Linked DNA regions of Anas platyrhynchos: region 2 is linked to region 1. The links are chromatin contacts, called in public Hi-C maps. All regions are on one chromosome and are shown on one strand. Each heading gives the region's core, a stretch centred on a gene start, on an enhancer-like site or on the middle of the called end of the contact. The rest is flanking DNA. Distances are from core to core; before and after follow the strand shown.

The links. A called contact is a pair of places that touch in the nucleus more often than the background predicts.
Region 2: a contact with region 1 is called in a Hi-C map of F1 follicle, with 1.8 times the contacts expected there. The contact joins the enhancer-like site here to the promoter of STK39 in region 1. A contact is called at or near these places in 2 of 8 Hi-C or Micro-C datasets (F1 follicle and skeletal muscle).

Annotation. Positions count from the first base shown.
Region 1 is chr7:20,234,732-20,242,568 of IASCAAS_PekinDuck_T2T, forward strand. It overlaps STK39 (serine/threonine kinase 39), which reads right to left and starts at 3,223. Exons shown (of 18, transcript XM_013098937.4): 1 at 3,029-3,223. CERS6 (ceramide synthase 6) reads left to right here and starts at 3,431. Exons shown (of 11, transcript XM_038182291.2): 1 at 3,431-3,847. The coding sequence starts at 3,678. It overlaps LOC106016930 (a long non-coding RNA gene), which reads left to right. Exons shown (of 5, transcript XR_011810622.1): 5 at 1,954-2,071.
Region 2 is chr7:20,340,737-20,348,573 of IASCAAS_PekinDuck_T2T, forward strand. All of the region lies in intron 8 of CERS6 (ceramide synthase 6), which reads left to right. Among named protein-coding and RNA genes, the nearest start is that of G6PC2, 15 kb to the right of the region's middle. Within about 2 kb of position 3,120, at least 1 of the 8 cell types and tissues checked has an H3K27ac peak or open chromatin away from gene starts, as enhancers often do. A contact at or near this core is called in F1 follicle, where this site is marked.

The sequences.
Region 1 (7,837 bases), core at 1,973-4,472:
AATCCACTGTAAACATTTTGATGGCTTAGCATTGAAGTAGCTTGCTTTTTGTGCCAGAGTAACTCTCCAATTGTCTGTTGCTGTCTGTCCTCTCACAGCTGACATGAAGCTGGCATAGATTCCAGGCTGCGTGCTCATTGTAGAGCCTGGCACAACTGTGTCATCAGTCAGTGCCCAGATTTTACTGAACATGGAAGCAAGGCTGGGCTATTGCAAGTCTGTGGTCCCCCAGAGCATCTCCAGATGATAAGACAAGATCTGTACAGCTCTGTGTACCTGGTACCCATGTACCAATAACATGAACAGTAAATGTTGACTGCTTGAAGGTTTGGAAATTCCCTTTACTAAGTAAATCATAATGTGACTCTGGGGCTCAAACCTGGCCCAGTGAGTAGGCATGAAGCAGATGTATCTGAAATGCCACTGGAAGTGTAATGCAGTATATCTGGTTTGTCTGAGATAAAACCACAGCTGTGCAAAATGAATCACAAGTTTTCTTTCCAGATAATTTAGCCAAAATTGGTGCAGAAGACTGATTACTCTTATCCTGGTGTGAATAGGGTCTAGTTCAGTTTACCATAAGCTTGGGTGGTTACACAACATTGAAATAGTAAACTATGACTATCATAATTACAATGCACACTTCGGCACACTTCCTTTAAATCAGGAAGACAAACCAAAGTGAACAATGGAGAAGAATGAAGCATGGACACATACAGTGACTCAGGCACTCCCTGCTTTCTCCTTTCCTTCTGTTCAATCCTCATAGAGCAGTTCTGCTTCAGGTTGACTCAAATTGGAGCCCAGCACAATGTACAAGCCTTCCTGTGGCACATAAACCACTCTTTCAACTACAGCTACTTGTCCATAAGTCATTTCACAACAGTCAAACTAATTACCATTGCATGTCTCCCCAAGAGTCAAAACTTGCTTGTCTGCCAAGATTTAAAAAAAAAAAAAAAAAAAAAAAAAAAGGAAGACTGAAGTGATATAACCTGGGGACACCTACTGCACCTACTGTACTGATGTATTTTAAGCCCAATTACACAGAGCTCTGACAGTGATTTGTATTCAGGGTATATCATTTGGTAATCGGATGAAGTCACACTGATCCCTTCAGACTAATAACAAACCCATGCAGGAGTCAGAAGTGATTTGAGTGGTCCAGCATAGGTCTCATAATGAAGATTGCCACTCCATCCATGAGGTTTTAGTTTTTAGGTGAAATCACTAGAATAGCTGACAAAACTAACAGCACAAAAAATGGGAAGCCCACAGCTGTTGGGACCAGCAGGCAGAGTCAGAAGAAAGACAGCCCAGGACCATGCCTTGGGGTGCCACATCCACATGTCCGTGGTCCTCCCGGTTCCCCCCCCACAGGCGAGGAGTGGCCCCACAGCACCCATCCTGCTCTCAGCCCTCCTGCTAGGCATGCTGCTGCTGAGTGTCCCAACAATTGCCAGGTTTTGCTTCAGCTTTTCGGTTTGGCCGAGGAACTCCTCCAGGTGGCCAGTAGCATGGTGCTGACAAACACATTACCAAATTAATTCACAGAGATTTAGAGGTGCAAAACAGCCTCCTGTTTACTGCAAATGAACAAATAAACCATTGCAAGTTTAAAAAATAATAAAAGTGGGCTATTACAAAATTTAAAATATTAGGGCTGCTTTTGAGCCCCTCCCAGGAATATCTCCCTCCACAGCACAGGATTCAGGCGTTCTCATTCCATAGTCCCCTCTTGGCTCCTTCTACATGATTACTGCTACAATTTGAATGCAATTAAAAGCTTTTAATTGGTCATCCTCCCAAATGTTTCAGAAATGCCATTTCTTTTCAGATAGGCTTAGAGAGCTGTTGCCCTGAAATAATTTTACTCTGACACAAAAGTCAATTATACTAATTGTTCAGCAGGAATTAACCTCTTATTCATCATCGTGTTATTACTGTTGCTAGGCTCACTTTGCAAAGATCCGTTCCTTTCCTGTATCTGCAATGCCAAGTGCCAGAGCCCGTGAGCCTCTGCAATGTCTGGGAAAGAGCTATCTCATTGTATTGGAAACAGACATAAATATTGAATACACTTCTAAACTGATCGGAATATTGAAATACGCTGAAAAAAAACAGGTCAACCTTTAGATGCAGAATAATGATAACAATTTTCTGATTAAAATTAACTTTGCCTTAAATCCAATTATCATTAACGAAGCAAATGGTTATCTGCATATTGACAGCTATTAAAATTATATCTGAAGAGCTTTTCATCAAGGAAAGCTTTCATCTAGGAGTGACCAGAAGCACTGAATCGGAAACTTCACAGGCACAGGGGATGTTGGCTCAGCAATACGCCAGAAGCACCCAGTGGAAGATTCACCTGCACGGCTCATCAGCCAACCTGCCAAAACATTCCCTGAAACTTTCCCAAATGTCCTGCATGGAAATCCTCTCCGTATACGAACATGGTTAATTTTGTTAAATCGATATCATGTTTTTCACAGTGTGAAGGTGTTGTGTGTATACCATGGAGTTTTCTTCAGCAAAGAAATGCCAGCACACAGATGAGGAGCCATGTAATTAGTTTTTCAGGCAAGACAAGTAGAGTCAGCAGGGAGAAAAGAGCAAGCTGGCAGAAAATGTACAGCCAGGATGATAAAATTCTGGAGTTCACCTTGCACAGCACTCAGCTTCTCTTGGCATTTGGTAGCCAGCTGGAGGGGGTGATGATACAGGGGTGAACACTGAAGCCAAATAAAATAAAGCAGGGCAGGGCAGAAAAACACTGATGGTGTAGGGATAACGTACACCTACTACCTGGAGTAATTGTGTCTGTGCCTAGACCACCCTGCCTACAGCCCAGAGGCCACCGCTCCGCTAGAGCCTGCCTGTCACCTTTCCGTAAAGTCTGGTGGAGACAACTCTAATTTTCCTCTCGTAGCTGGAAGCGGGCAGCGAGATAAGTAACTGAAAGTGAAAACCTACGTAAAGACAGCACGATTTGCCTTATCTGGGGACGCCAAGCCAGAGCCCTCACCTCAGTTTCGCTGCAGCTGGGCGCTGTGCCCGCACACTCCGTGCCTCACTCCGCGGGCTGAGGTCGCGAGGTGCCGCGGCCGCTCCTCTCAGCCGGGGCGCCGGGTCCCGCCTCAACGCCTCAGAGCCGGGGGCAGCCCCTGAGGGGCCGCCGGCCGCGGGGCCCCGCTTCGCCGGGCTGAGGAAGGGGCTTGTGGGGGGCTTCCCGTGGCGACCCGTGTAAACCTCGGAGCGGGGCGAGGACCCCCTCGGTGCTCGCCGCCTGGGGGCTGCCTCAGCAGGGGAAGGGGCGGGGAGGGGGGGAAGGCAGCGGCGGGCACCCGGCGGCCGCGGCCCCGAGGCGGCGGCGGAGCAGCGGCGTAACGGCGGGGAGCGGCCGGGAGCCAATGGGGGCCGGCGCGGCCGTGTGACAGGCGGGGCGGCCGCTGCCCCCGCCGGGCGGCCGGGGCGGAGAAGCGGCACAGCCGCGGCGCTCGGCAGCAGCACCAGCAGCAGTATCAGCAGCAGTACCGGCAGCAGCAGCCTCGGTATCCGCGGCGGGGCTGCCGCACGGCTCCGTCCTCCTCCCCCCCGGCAGCCGCGGTGAGGGAGGCCGGCGGAGCGGAGCGGAGCAAAGCGGAGCGGGGGGCGCCGCGGCAGACAAAGCAAAGATGGCAGGGATCCTCGCCTGGTTCTGGAACGAGCGGTTCTGGCTGCCGCACAACGTCACCTGGGCCGACCTGCAGAGCACGGAGGAAGCCTCCTTCCCGCAGGCGGAGGACCTCTACCTCGCCTTCCCGCTGGCCTTCTGCATCTTCATGATCCGCCTGCTCTTCGAGAGGTAACGCGGAGCCGCCCGGCGGGAGCCTCCTGCGGGGGGCGCGGGGCTGGGGGGCCGCCGGCCGGGGGGGGCCGCCTCGGGTCCTCCTGCCCCGGCCGGGCCGGGCCGGTAGCGCCGTGCCCCCGGCTCGGTCGCGGTGCGGGCCCGATGCGGGAGGGCGGCGGGCTCCTGGCTCCGGGAGCCGGCGCGGCGCGGAGCGGGCGCTAGGAGGCGAGGTCGCCCCGGGAACGGCCCCGGCCTCCTCCACCTGCGGCCCGGCGCCGGCGGGCAGGGCCCCGGGGCACCTGGGCACGGCCGGGGCCAGCGGCCACCACCCCGCTGGCGCCCGCTGAGGGCAGCGGGAGGCTGTCGCGACAGGAGGGGTCACCCGCGATTATCGCCGCGGGGCTCCCGCGGAGGGGCCGTGGGGCGTGTGTGGGGAGGCTGGGGCGGAGCGGGCTTTCCTGCGTGCTCGCTGCTGTGCCCGCGAAGAACAAAGAGCGGGGGCCCCGCAGCGCCCGCCGCCCTCCCGAGCCGCGCTGCCGGGGCGGCGGAGGAGGGCCGAGGGGGACCGAGGAGGAGCAGCAGCCGCTGCGCCCCGGGGAAGGGCTGGCACGGTGCTGTGGCAGCGACGAAATCGCAGCCCTGCGGGGCGGAGCTGCCGCCTGGGCGCTCCCTGCCCTGGGAGCACGGGGCCGGGGGCTGCGGTGCCCGGGGCAGGCTGCGGGTGCGCCCAGAGCAGAGCAACTTCGGTGGCACTCTGCTGGAAGGCAGCAAAACTTGTGGGGAGCGTGGAAAGCTGAGCTAGCCGCTTGTCCCGGATGGAATACCGCAGTAGGAGTGCAATTAAAGTACCCGGTGTCGGTTAGGTAGCGCCAGATCGCTCGCTGGTTGCTGCTTCCCTTTGCTGTCTGTACAGCGTGTGCCTTGTAGCGCTGAGGGCGGGTGCGTGATTTTGCATCTCTTGCCATCTGAACTGCAACGCGTGTCACAGCAGGGCTGTGTTAGGGGGCACAGCAGTTAGTCACGGAGACAATGTCAGCCTAAACTTAGAAACACTCTGTTTCTGCCGGTTCTGGTGCAGCTGTGTAGCACAGAAGCTGCTATGATTTCTTAGCAGTCTGCATCTACCCCCACAGGCTAGCTTTCTTAATTCAATTGAAGTAATTTTTAATTTGGAAGACCATTTATATTTATAAGTGTTGGCTCTGCAGATGAGGAATTGGGTACGTTTCCATACCTCTTCTATTTTCGCTAGGCTAACTTTGAAATTCAGCTTTGGAAACATGTATTGGTAGCTTGATAGTAGGTGAGAGACCTCCAAAGAGGTTTTATTAACAACTACTTGAGTATGTATTTGTTCCTTTTTAATTTCAAACCGATTGTAAGCCTCCAATGTGGGACTAGGATTTTATGTGAGGTTAATCCACACAGCCTGGTACAGTTGTGATTTTTAACATACAGCATTTTACTAAAGCAGGCAGAGCAGAAGTGACTGGATCTGCTTCCACTGATCAAAGTAGGAGGATTGTCTTTGAATGAGAGAAAAATCAAGCCTCGTTATTGCTCATTAGTAATGTATTTCATCAGACCTTGGTTTCTTGTTTGCAGGGAGCAAGAGAAATACCTCGTGCATCGTTAATAAGAGGTTTGCAGTTACTTCAGTTGGTAAAAATGTCTGAGATCTGGAAGGGACAAGAGCAGGAATATCTATTAAACTGATGATTTCTTCATTTTTCTGTGTATTAAAACAGATGCATTTTTTTCCTTTCAAAACTCAGTGTTGGTGACTGATGTTATATGTGCTGCATCCTGGAAGAAGCTTTTGCAGATGTGTTCACTGATTTGGCAATGGTAGTGCTTAAAGGACGAATAAAAATAGATGCTGTAAAACAACTTTAAAAGTTCCATGTGTACTTTAAATCCATGGCTGTAGTGAAATACTTGTAACAGAAGCGTGTCCCGTTTCCTTCTGCAAGATACCTAACAGGTACTCTTGTAATTCTTTATTCTGGTAGGCAAGCAGCCACACAGTGCTGAGAATCTGGTGATTTAGTATCCGTTATTTTCTAACTCCTTCACAGTAGCTGGCTGCCAGGGTAGAATGGTTTTACTTTGCTTGAGCTAAAGGATGACTAACTTCCCAGATCTTACTGCTGTAAGAAATACAGTTTCAGGTGGAGCTATGATTTGGACTTCACATGTCTGCTTACAAAGTTCTCAATATGTCTGGGGGGTAAAACTTGTCATGCTAAAGATGAAAAGTTGACTTCATTCATATCTATATGTACTTTATATACATATAGAATACGTATATTTGTGTGTCCATGTTTTTGTGTGCAACTGTAAGCATAGAACTTGAAAATTTTGTTCTATGTCTATTCACCTATTATTAACAGAGTTAATTCTACTGGTTGCTTGGTGGATATTTTTGGTTGTGGTGGGTGGTTTTTCCATTTGTTTGTTTCGCTATTCCTTTGAATCATCTAGCAAAGTCCAGAAAAGAATCTAGACGCTTCTGAAATTGTTTTATTTTCTCTTTTAAATAAAACACTTTTTCTTCCATTTCCCTACCCTGTCATCACTGGCCATCACACTTGTGGATGAAAGGAAAAAGTAGATTAGAACATTAAGCATGTTCTGAATCGCTTCGGCAATTGGATCTGATGATGATGAGTGCTCTAGAAATAAGCTTTGCTCACAGGTATAATCTCATAACTGTGAGATTTAGTGGCTCTATCTGCTAAGGCCGTCATAGTTATGGATGAGGTGCTGAAATACGTTAACAGCCTTTCCTTTTTTCCCTTCCTTCTCATTTATCTCTCTCTTTAAACACAAAGTATATTTTAGAAAACTGTAGCTAAGCACAATGATAGTGTTACCTAGTAATTCAGAAGATGACATGAGTTCAGCACTGTGGTGGTAATGTGGAGACATATTTCTTCATGGTATCCATCATTTTTTTGTGCTTTTTGTTGTTATTTGTTTTTAAAGGCACATCAGCAATTAAGGATCCCCTTTTGTACTACCCAACACCTTCATCTATAAAGACACAAGAGTTTTTATTACTACCACTCTCTCCAGATCCTCTCTAGTTCTAGAGTGGACAAAACAGGTTAAAGCTGAATCGAAGTTGATCTAGCTAATAGCAGGGTGCTGCAGCCTCGGTTGGCCTAAAAAGATAAAGAAGCATTTGTTATTCTGGGCAAAATATGATTTTTCTTCTTTCTTCTGTGGGATCTCATAGATCTTCACTGCTGAGTGCAGCAGCCTTTCCTATTGTCCCAAGCATGTCCTCCGTGAGGGACATGTGGTGACAAAAATAATATTTGCTCAGCAATCAGTGTGCTTGTCTGACACACAACAAGAGGGTAACGCTCCTCTCCTTTAGAGCCATCTCTTGAGGGAGAGGTTGGCTGAATCCTCCAAAAGATGTGCTAACTAAACACATTTCTGATGTGGTCCAGCAATCTTATATCTGAGTCAAGTAACCTTTCTTACTGCGTTCTGTACACTTGGCTCATGTTCTTGGTTCTCTTCCTTGCACTGTGGTTGCAATGTGCTTTCTTTCTCTTGCCTTGCAAGCAACAGTTTGGGCTCAGATCTAATAAAGTATCTCCATAAATTGTCAATCTGGGATTACAGTGCCTTTATTGTCCTCAGGCCTTGCTATAGGGAACATTTCTCTAAGGTGAAGCTGATCATCCTCAGCTGACGGAATGGTTTACATGGTCAGAGATAGCTTGGTTGTAAACAGGAGCAGCCCTCCAGCTGCACTGATTTAAACTGAGCCAGCCTCCTGGTTTAAGATCAGTCAGATCAAGATACCGTAGATGCAAAGCATATGGAAACTTGTGGCTTTTGTATGATGTTTTTCTTTTATAATGATAATTCAGCTTCAAAGGTAACCTCAGCTGGCTCATATGTAGTGAGTGTAACTGTAATTCCTAGTGGATCGGGGCGATGTGACACAACGTATGTGTGAGCATGTATATATATATTGCAAACTGT
Region 2 (7,837 bases), core at 1,870-4,369, 110 kb after region 1:
AAATAAATCTCTTCTGACACTGTTTTAAGCTCATTTTGCTTAAAACATTGTCTGAAATAAAGCACAATCTAGGCTGTTTGTGGGTAGCAGATATTGAAGGAATAAATTCTTATTTTGATCCAATGTACTTGATTCCCAATATTATTCACACTGTCAGTGAGTGGATGCTGCAGAACTAGCAGCAAAAATTGTCTAATGTGCTTGTATTTCAGGCTGTTTGTAGCTTCAGGAGGTAACTTCTAACCAATTAGTTTATCAAGAGCATTTAATAAGTTTTTGGCAACCTAACTGCAATACATTTGAAGAAATTATAGACTTCAATGTATGCATTAAAAAAAAAAAAGTTTTATTAATTAAGTCTCCATAAATTTACTCATGACTCTTGTCTTAGCTCTTTAGCAGATTACATATAATGTTGTCATCCCATCTGTTTTTGACAAAAGGTTACCCAATGATGCCTTTTGTATTGCCTGGTTATTTTATTTCCTCAAATTGTTTACAGCACTTGTGAACTCAGGACTCTGAGTACTGTATGAATCAAAACTGAAGTCTTTGGAGTGCCGAACCAGCTGTTTACAGAGAAGCTATAAGAAATGGAAAGGTTACATGTGTCATTCACAATTGTGGGTTTGCAGTGTAAACAAAAAGAAGTGGCATTTGCTTGGTATTTCAGTTTCAAAGATTTTCATGTGATCACAACTGGAAAATATTGTATAAAAAAGGATTTCATCAGGACTTCCAAAGTCAATTCCTATCCTCATTTTTAGGTTCTACAGCCTGTTCCCTGTGGCTGTAATAATGCCTTCTGTTGTCAGGGACAGGCTGTTCAGACTGTGTACTCACTTTCCTTCTTTTATTAGGAAATCTGTCCTTTCTAAAACCTGAGGTCTGATTGAAAACAGGACAGAGACAATTAACAGAATGCTTCTTTTGCTCAGAATTATTCTGATGAGTGTAAATGTCTCAAGGGAAGGGAAGCAGCTTTGGTGGTGTTCCTGTGGCCAGATGCTTTAGCTGCTTTTAAGGCAGCTTCACAGGGCATGGTGACTGGAAAGGAGGCTGCACTGTGGGTTGGCTCTGCCAATTCAGTCAGCTGAAGTTCTCTGAAATTGCATCATTTGCAGGAAGGAAGGGAGAAAAAAAGAGGCTGGACACGGTTTTTGTCTAAAGGAGAGGAATGTGAGGAAAGTTTGCCCCCAAATACATTTTAAAGCATAACCTGTTCTGCAGAGGGGAGAGCTGTGCTAATGCAGAAGTACCACAGGCAGCCCATAGGAGTGCTGATGCTCTGGCTGGCTCTAGGTAGTTTCAACACTGGCAAATGTTCTGCCTCTTCTCACCCCGTTTTCTTTTAAAGGCTTGAACTGTAGCAGGGGTGTTTGCTGCCGGTGGGGCATATTTTATAATGCCACCGTGTTGATATAAAAGCAGAACAATGCTGCTGGTTCACTGCAAGTTGCTGTATTATGTGGGACATAAAAATTGTAGCTGTACAGAAGTGTGGGAATGGTAGTTAACTTACCAGCTTGAAATAGTAAATGGCTTTTGAGCACCGTGATCAACAGCTATGATGCAGCTAGAGTCTCATTAGTGCTCAGCTAGAAGGGGGTCATTACAGCAAAACACTTCGGAATAAAGTCAGCACCCATGTAAGTGAGCATATCCTGTTGGTTTTATCAGTGTTGCACAATGGCAGAGTGTGAGCTATGACAGCTATGAAAGTACAGATCACAGTTGAGGAAGCTGGATTGAACTGAAAACTGTTCAACGCTGATTTCCAAGCCTTTGCCGTGGAGGAAGTTCTTATGACAGTTGTGGAGACAAAGGTAGAAGTCATAAGCTTTTTGTTTCCCCCCCCCCCCATCCATGTCTTTTGGCATTTTTTCCACAACTGGACCGTAATACCTGAGTCATTTATTTGAAGGATAAATCACTGACAGACGCTGTGCCACCACACTTCTTTAAGCTGCATGATTTTTTGTGTATTTTAAAATGATTCCATTACTCTAGAGCCAGGTTCTCAGAAGCAGACCAATGAATCCAGAGTGCAGTACTCCTAATGGGATATAAACCACCTGAAAGGCACTGGGTACCTGGCAGAGAGGTCACTGCAGCTGTGATGTTTTGTGGGTTTTTGAACTAGTTCTGGTTAGCTCCTGCATTAGAGAAGGTTTGGGTAATCTTTTTTCCTGAACTGTCTGCCATCAGCATCAGTGTGTGCTCCTAAAGCAAGAGGGAGAAATATTCATTGCACACAGGTACTGCACTTACTTGTAGTTAACAGAAAGAGGCATGAGGAAGCCTTTTATTTCCTCTAATAGCCTGTTTTGCAAGGATTGGAAATTGGTCTCCTATAGTTTACACCGAACACCTTTCCTATTTAGAGAATAGCATGAACTGCAGGCAAAGGGATCTTGATAACATATTTGCATGTAAAAGTTTTATGTGTGCTTGGAGATTTTCAGATGTGGAAGTGTCGTTCTTAGCATAATGTTGTTTCTGCCTGTGTATTGTGATCCACAGGCCTGCACACAAGCATTTTGCCAGAATACATTACTGATACAACATTTTGCTGTGTATAATTACATTCTGCTAGGAAATTTGAATTCTTTCCATATCCTAGTGTCTATTGAAAGACTCTCCTGAGATTTGAGATTTGAGCTTGGATTGTGAAGGTGTCTATGACCTTGTATTCTTGTGTTTTTTCTATCCACAAGAGTGGAAATACTTATATTCATGCCAGTGGCTGCAAAATCAGTAAATGGGCAGTAACCATTGATGAGAAGAAATTGAGTGAAGAGAAAAGCACAGCTGAACCCAGGACAGTGACAGCTTGATCAGAACGGTATCTTTTACAGTACATCAAACATGAATAATTTCCTGTCCGGTGCATCATTTTAGTTAAGTAATTGGAAATCCTATTGATCTACACAGGGCTAAAAATAACATGGTCTCAGTGTCAGGGATGTGATTTCTGCCAAGAGGTATTGTTGCTGATTAGTGCTAGAGCAGGAGCCACCGGTCTGCACAGCAGCTGAGCCTTTGTATTAGCACCGCGTTAGGAGCAGCAGGCCTCAGCTGACCTCCAAATCCTCTGATATGGGGCTGGGATGGGTGAGCAGAATTCCACATGCTGCTGACCTCCCTGATAAAACTGAAGTATGTGGGTTTAACATTGCTCTGTGTATGGACTCAGGAGTTTGTCCCTTCTGTTGCTGCATTTTATGGAGATGTTTTATCGACTTACTGTCTAAAGGAAGAGGGTAATGAGCAGCACCAATCCAAAAATCTGAGGATTTCCTCTGAGATGCTCTTGAAAGACCATCTCTCTCTGTCTCTCTCTCCTGTTCTGTCCCTTGTTCCCTCTTTCAATGATGCTGTGTGAGTGACTGGTTCTTCTGACTGTTCTCAGTTTGCAGTGGGTTTATGCTGCTCCCCCCATTTTTGCCATGCACTGATTAGTAGCATAAATCTTCCTTTGAGGCACTGAAAATCTCAGAGACAGCAAGATCTGAAAAGGGAAACTAGCTTGTTCTTCCACTCAGCAGGAACCAAGAAGCATCTGTTCAAAGCAGCACAGTGGTACAGACGCAGTCCTAACAGCAGCTGGCCGAGCTGAAACTCAGAAGAGGGAGAAGTTGGCAGTAAAACCTTTATGTACTGAATTTGCTATAATTAAATATTTAGCTGTGCTGCAGATTGAGGGTTCTGGGATATGCAAGCACTACAGACCAACATTTCTTGAAGTTAATGGCTATTTTGCCCATCATTTCACACCCATCTCACGGAAAATGTTGGGTAGCTCATCTAAGGTCATGCATACAGAAACATTTGTGAGGTCACCTGTTGCATAAAGGTAGCATAGCATTATCACCCTAAGTAGCTAGGGCAGCCTGATTTATGAAGTCCTGTTAGATTTCAATGAAAGTCTAAATCCCAGAAATAAATCTTGACTACTGATGAACTTACTGATATATTGCCCTATGGCTGATCAACATGTGGATGTACTTTCACACTCTTAGTGTTATGGGATCTTTTTACTTAGGTAGTCCATAGCAGTTTACAAGCAAGCTAATGAATTAAGTCTCCCAGCGTCTTTGTAAGACAGATAGGATGTATTGATACCTTATATCCATCTTTAACAATAAGTATACCATGTAAAGGAACTTGAAAATGTCTTGTATCTCACAATAAGGTAATAGAACAGCTAAATACAGAATATAGGACTCCTGTTTCTTTGATCTCTGGTCTCGGTCACTATTTACCACGTGTAATGAAGAATAAATTATGTTTTGAGGTAGAAGTAAGATCAATCCATTATTTTTAAAGGAAAAATTCAAAGAAGCAGAAGTTTCTGAGCATTGGTGGAAATAGTATATGTAGCTGTTGGATTACTTGCACTAAATAAGATCTGAATTTCATTTGTGCACACCTAGATGCAATTAGCTATTTGCTCTGTAATGAATGCAGTATGCAAGATGTCCCAGTGCAGCCAGTTATGGTTGAATATGGAATAACTTGTATACTATATGCTTGGCCAAGAAGATAGACATCTATTCTGAAATTGTTTAGACACACAGGTTGATGTTTTGCTGTCCTTCGCTATACCTATTCCACTGCAGTAACCACAAGCCTTTTGTTCAGCTTGTTGCATACTCAGTGTGTTGGTCGCTGGCAGTGCTGCAGGAGCTCAGGCAGCTCTCAGTAGCGTTCATTTCAGCTGCACGGTTTTTGCTTCCTTTGGATTTGATAATAGTGCCCAGCATGGCAGTCGGCCCCACATGCCTCATTCTACAGAGTTTATCATGGGTTTCCTGCTTGCCTGGAAAACTGCCTACTCTTTCCACATGGCCTTCTTTCTTGTCTCCTTTCATTCCTCTAAAGATTCTTTCAGAAACAAACACGGCACATTTTGCCAATTCTCAGATAAATTTAAATACACATTTTACTCTTCCACCCATCCATCTCTATCTCTCTTCCTTCATCTCCCTTTCCTTGTTGCATTTCAAGTGCAAGACAAGTGATCAACTAACCAAGAATTAGTTTCTGCTGTCCAAAAGCCTGGACTTATGCCCACTAAATTGATTGGAGGGAGCATAATCTTATCTGAGTCCTGTCTCGGTCCTTGTCTGAGACCACAGATTTCTGTAAGAGTAGATTGGATGATCTTAAGTGTTGAATGTGCTTTTATTTGTCTTCATCAGCCACTGCTTAATTCAAAATGCTAAACTGAGAGCTTTATGCTTCCAGGTACACAACCCCACTTGGGAAATATTTAACAAGAAAAAAGAGAAAAATATATTCCATGAAATTCTGGTGTTTTGTTCAGCTATTAAAATCTTTCAAGGCCCCAGGAAGATTTCTGTAGGCCAGTACCTGTTTTCAAAGCAGAAGCTAATATTTTGTGTCAAATTGCAGGACCTGAGAAATGCTGACCAAAGTTTTCAGAGAAGTAGAGCACTTGCATCTTAAAGTAATTTCTTTCTCTGAGATCAAATCCAACTTTTTAAGTCAGAGAGACAGGAATCAAAGTTTCCACCATTCATTTTGAAAAGCTGGAATTTAACAACTGGAGAACTGTAATATTCCAGAAAGCAGGTTTGCAGGTTTAAGTACCTAAGCACCTTTCTGAGTAGCTGAACCAAAGGTTGATTTGTACATTCATGCCATAGATGCTCTTTCCTTCATGTAATCCATTCTCATGTTGCTTCTTCCGGCCCCTGTTACTCATGCAGTTGGTTAAAATACTTCTGTTGAATTCTTTCAAAAGCAGAATTGGTGCAAAGTTGTCTAACTTTTCTTCCTCCGTCCCTTCCTCAGTCTATAGGAAGAATTACTCTCCATTTTCTGTCCCATTAACTTTATGATTACCCCCCATTTCAGGCTTTTGATATGAAATAATTGATTTATATTTAGAAAAAGTCTATTTGCTTTCCTCCATTTTTTCCATAATTTCCTGTAGTTTCCGCTCAGCTTCTGCTCAGCCTTTTGTGCCTAGATGCTGTAAGCATTAGCTGTATCTCCACAGCTAGCCTGTACATCATGTCTCTGACCCCTCCTAACATTACTGAGCAATTAGTGAGATCTTTTCAGCAGCTTTTATGGAGAGTTCCAGTCTGTCCTTAGTATGCCAGGCACAAGCAAGCTACAGAGAGTTCTGCTTTTCCAGCGAAAGCTTATTTCCCATACCTCATACACAGTAGATGACTCATTTGCACAGTGAAACTGTTTTTGGAATCACAAGCACTCTTTTTGGCCTTCCCATCTTCCTAATATTTTGCAGTCCTGCAAGAACAGACCATCTGTATCTCTAATGCTGCTTTTTTGACTTGACTACTATGGAAGTCAGCAGAGATTAACTCAGGCCAGTGAATAAAAATGCAGATAGAAACCTGTAGAAACTGCACTTAAATTCTGGAGCACATAAAATTCTAGACATAAAAGAAGACAGCTGGATGTAAGTAACAGTAGGCTTGCATACAGGAGTTGATGTAAATTTGAATTTGATATCATAGTTTGAACTAAACTAAGTACTGGTGAAGTAAAACAGTGCTGACTACAGCTATGTTTTGATATGCCTGAGAGTTTCCCCTTGAATTGTGAAGTGGGGTATTGCAGTGCCATGGAGCAATGCTACCATTGGCAGAACAAAGAGCAGAAAGCTGAGACTGGAGAGTTTTAGCTGACAAAAGCAATAATGTGATGTTTTTTTTTGCATCAGCTGGAAAACAGCTTCTTTTTCTGATGTTCACTCCAGAAACAGAAAACATTCTAAAAAACACAGCTGGATAATAAGGTTATAAGAAGTACACTTGTCACTAAATTGCAAAGCATTTGTAGTTTAGCATAAGAAAACAAAAATAAAAAGGTAAAATATTTATTATGAAATGCCCTAGAGTATTAAGGCCAGTGTATTAAAAATTGCTGACTGATTTTTGGCCAATACTGTTTATACGCATAAATCATTACCACTAAATGTTATTTTCTGGGTTTGCTGTGTGTACATTCCTCTTAATAAAATATTCTTGAGCTGAATTTTATATGGAAAGGATTATGGCAAGCTTGATTGTTTATTAAAAAGTAGAGCCCAGTATCTCTAACACTTCAAAAGTGAAGCATACTGTCCTGAATCCCTTACAGGACCTCAGTTAGATCCCTTGCCTTCAGACAAAGCACATCTGCTGCCATCTAGTGGCTACAGGCTGATAGCTAAGTAAAAAAAATACATACCAGCAGGGAAAATGGGTGGAGATTGACAAATCCTCAGATTTCCTCCTTTCCTGGCCACCTCCATCCTCCCATAACAGGCATTCATAGATCGTTATTTGTTTCCAAAAATGCAATTGTTTTAATGCCTGTTATTCACCTTCTACTGTCAGGCTATTTGCTAACGTCTAGATCAAAATAATCTGTTATATCAGTGTTATGGGCAGAGAATAATTAGTTCTGTATTTACAAAGCTTTGCAAGTCATATTTTAGCATCACTTTCAGTGCCTGCACTAAAGCTCACTCTCAGTCTTGGAAAACCCCACAAGGGGCGGAATCCTGCCATGTGTATGCCGTTGTTTCATATACTGGTAAAGTTTCATATTAATGGAACAAGCTCAGGCTGTGTTTTCTGTTCTTGATAGCACTTTACTCACTTTGTTGATGTCAAGAAAGCAAAGACATTCATAGCTGTGTACGCTGAGGCAAGCCCATCAGCTTCTGTCAGGACTTCAGATGGCAGTGTGCAGGAAACCTTGCCCAGCTCTTTGTACAGCTCTCCCTTGTGTAGCAAGGGAGGTTGCAGTCACCATCCCAGCCTTGGAGTGTGGTTTGAAGAGCACAGTACTG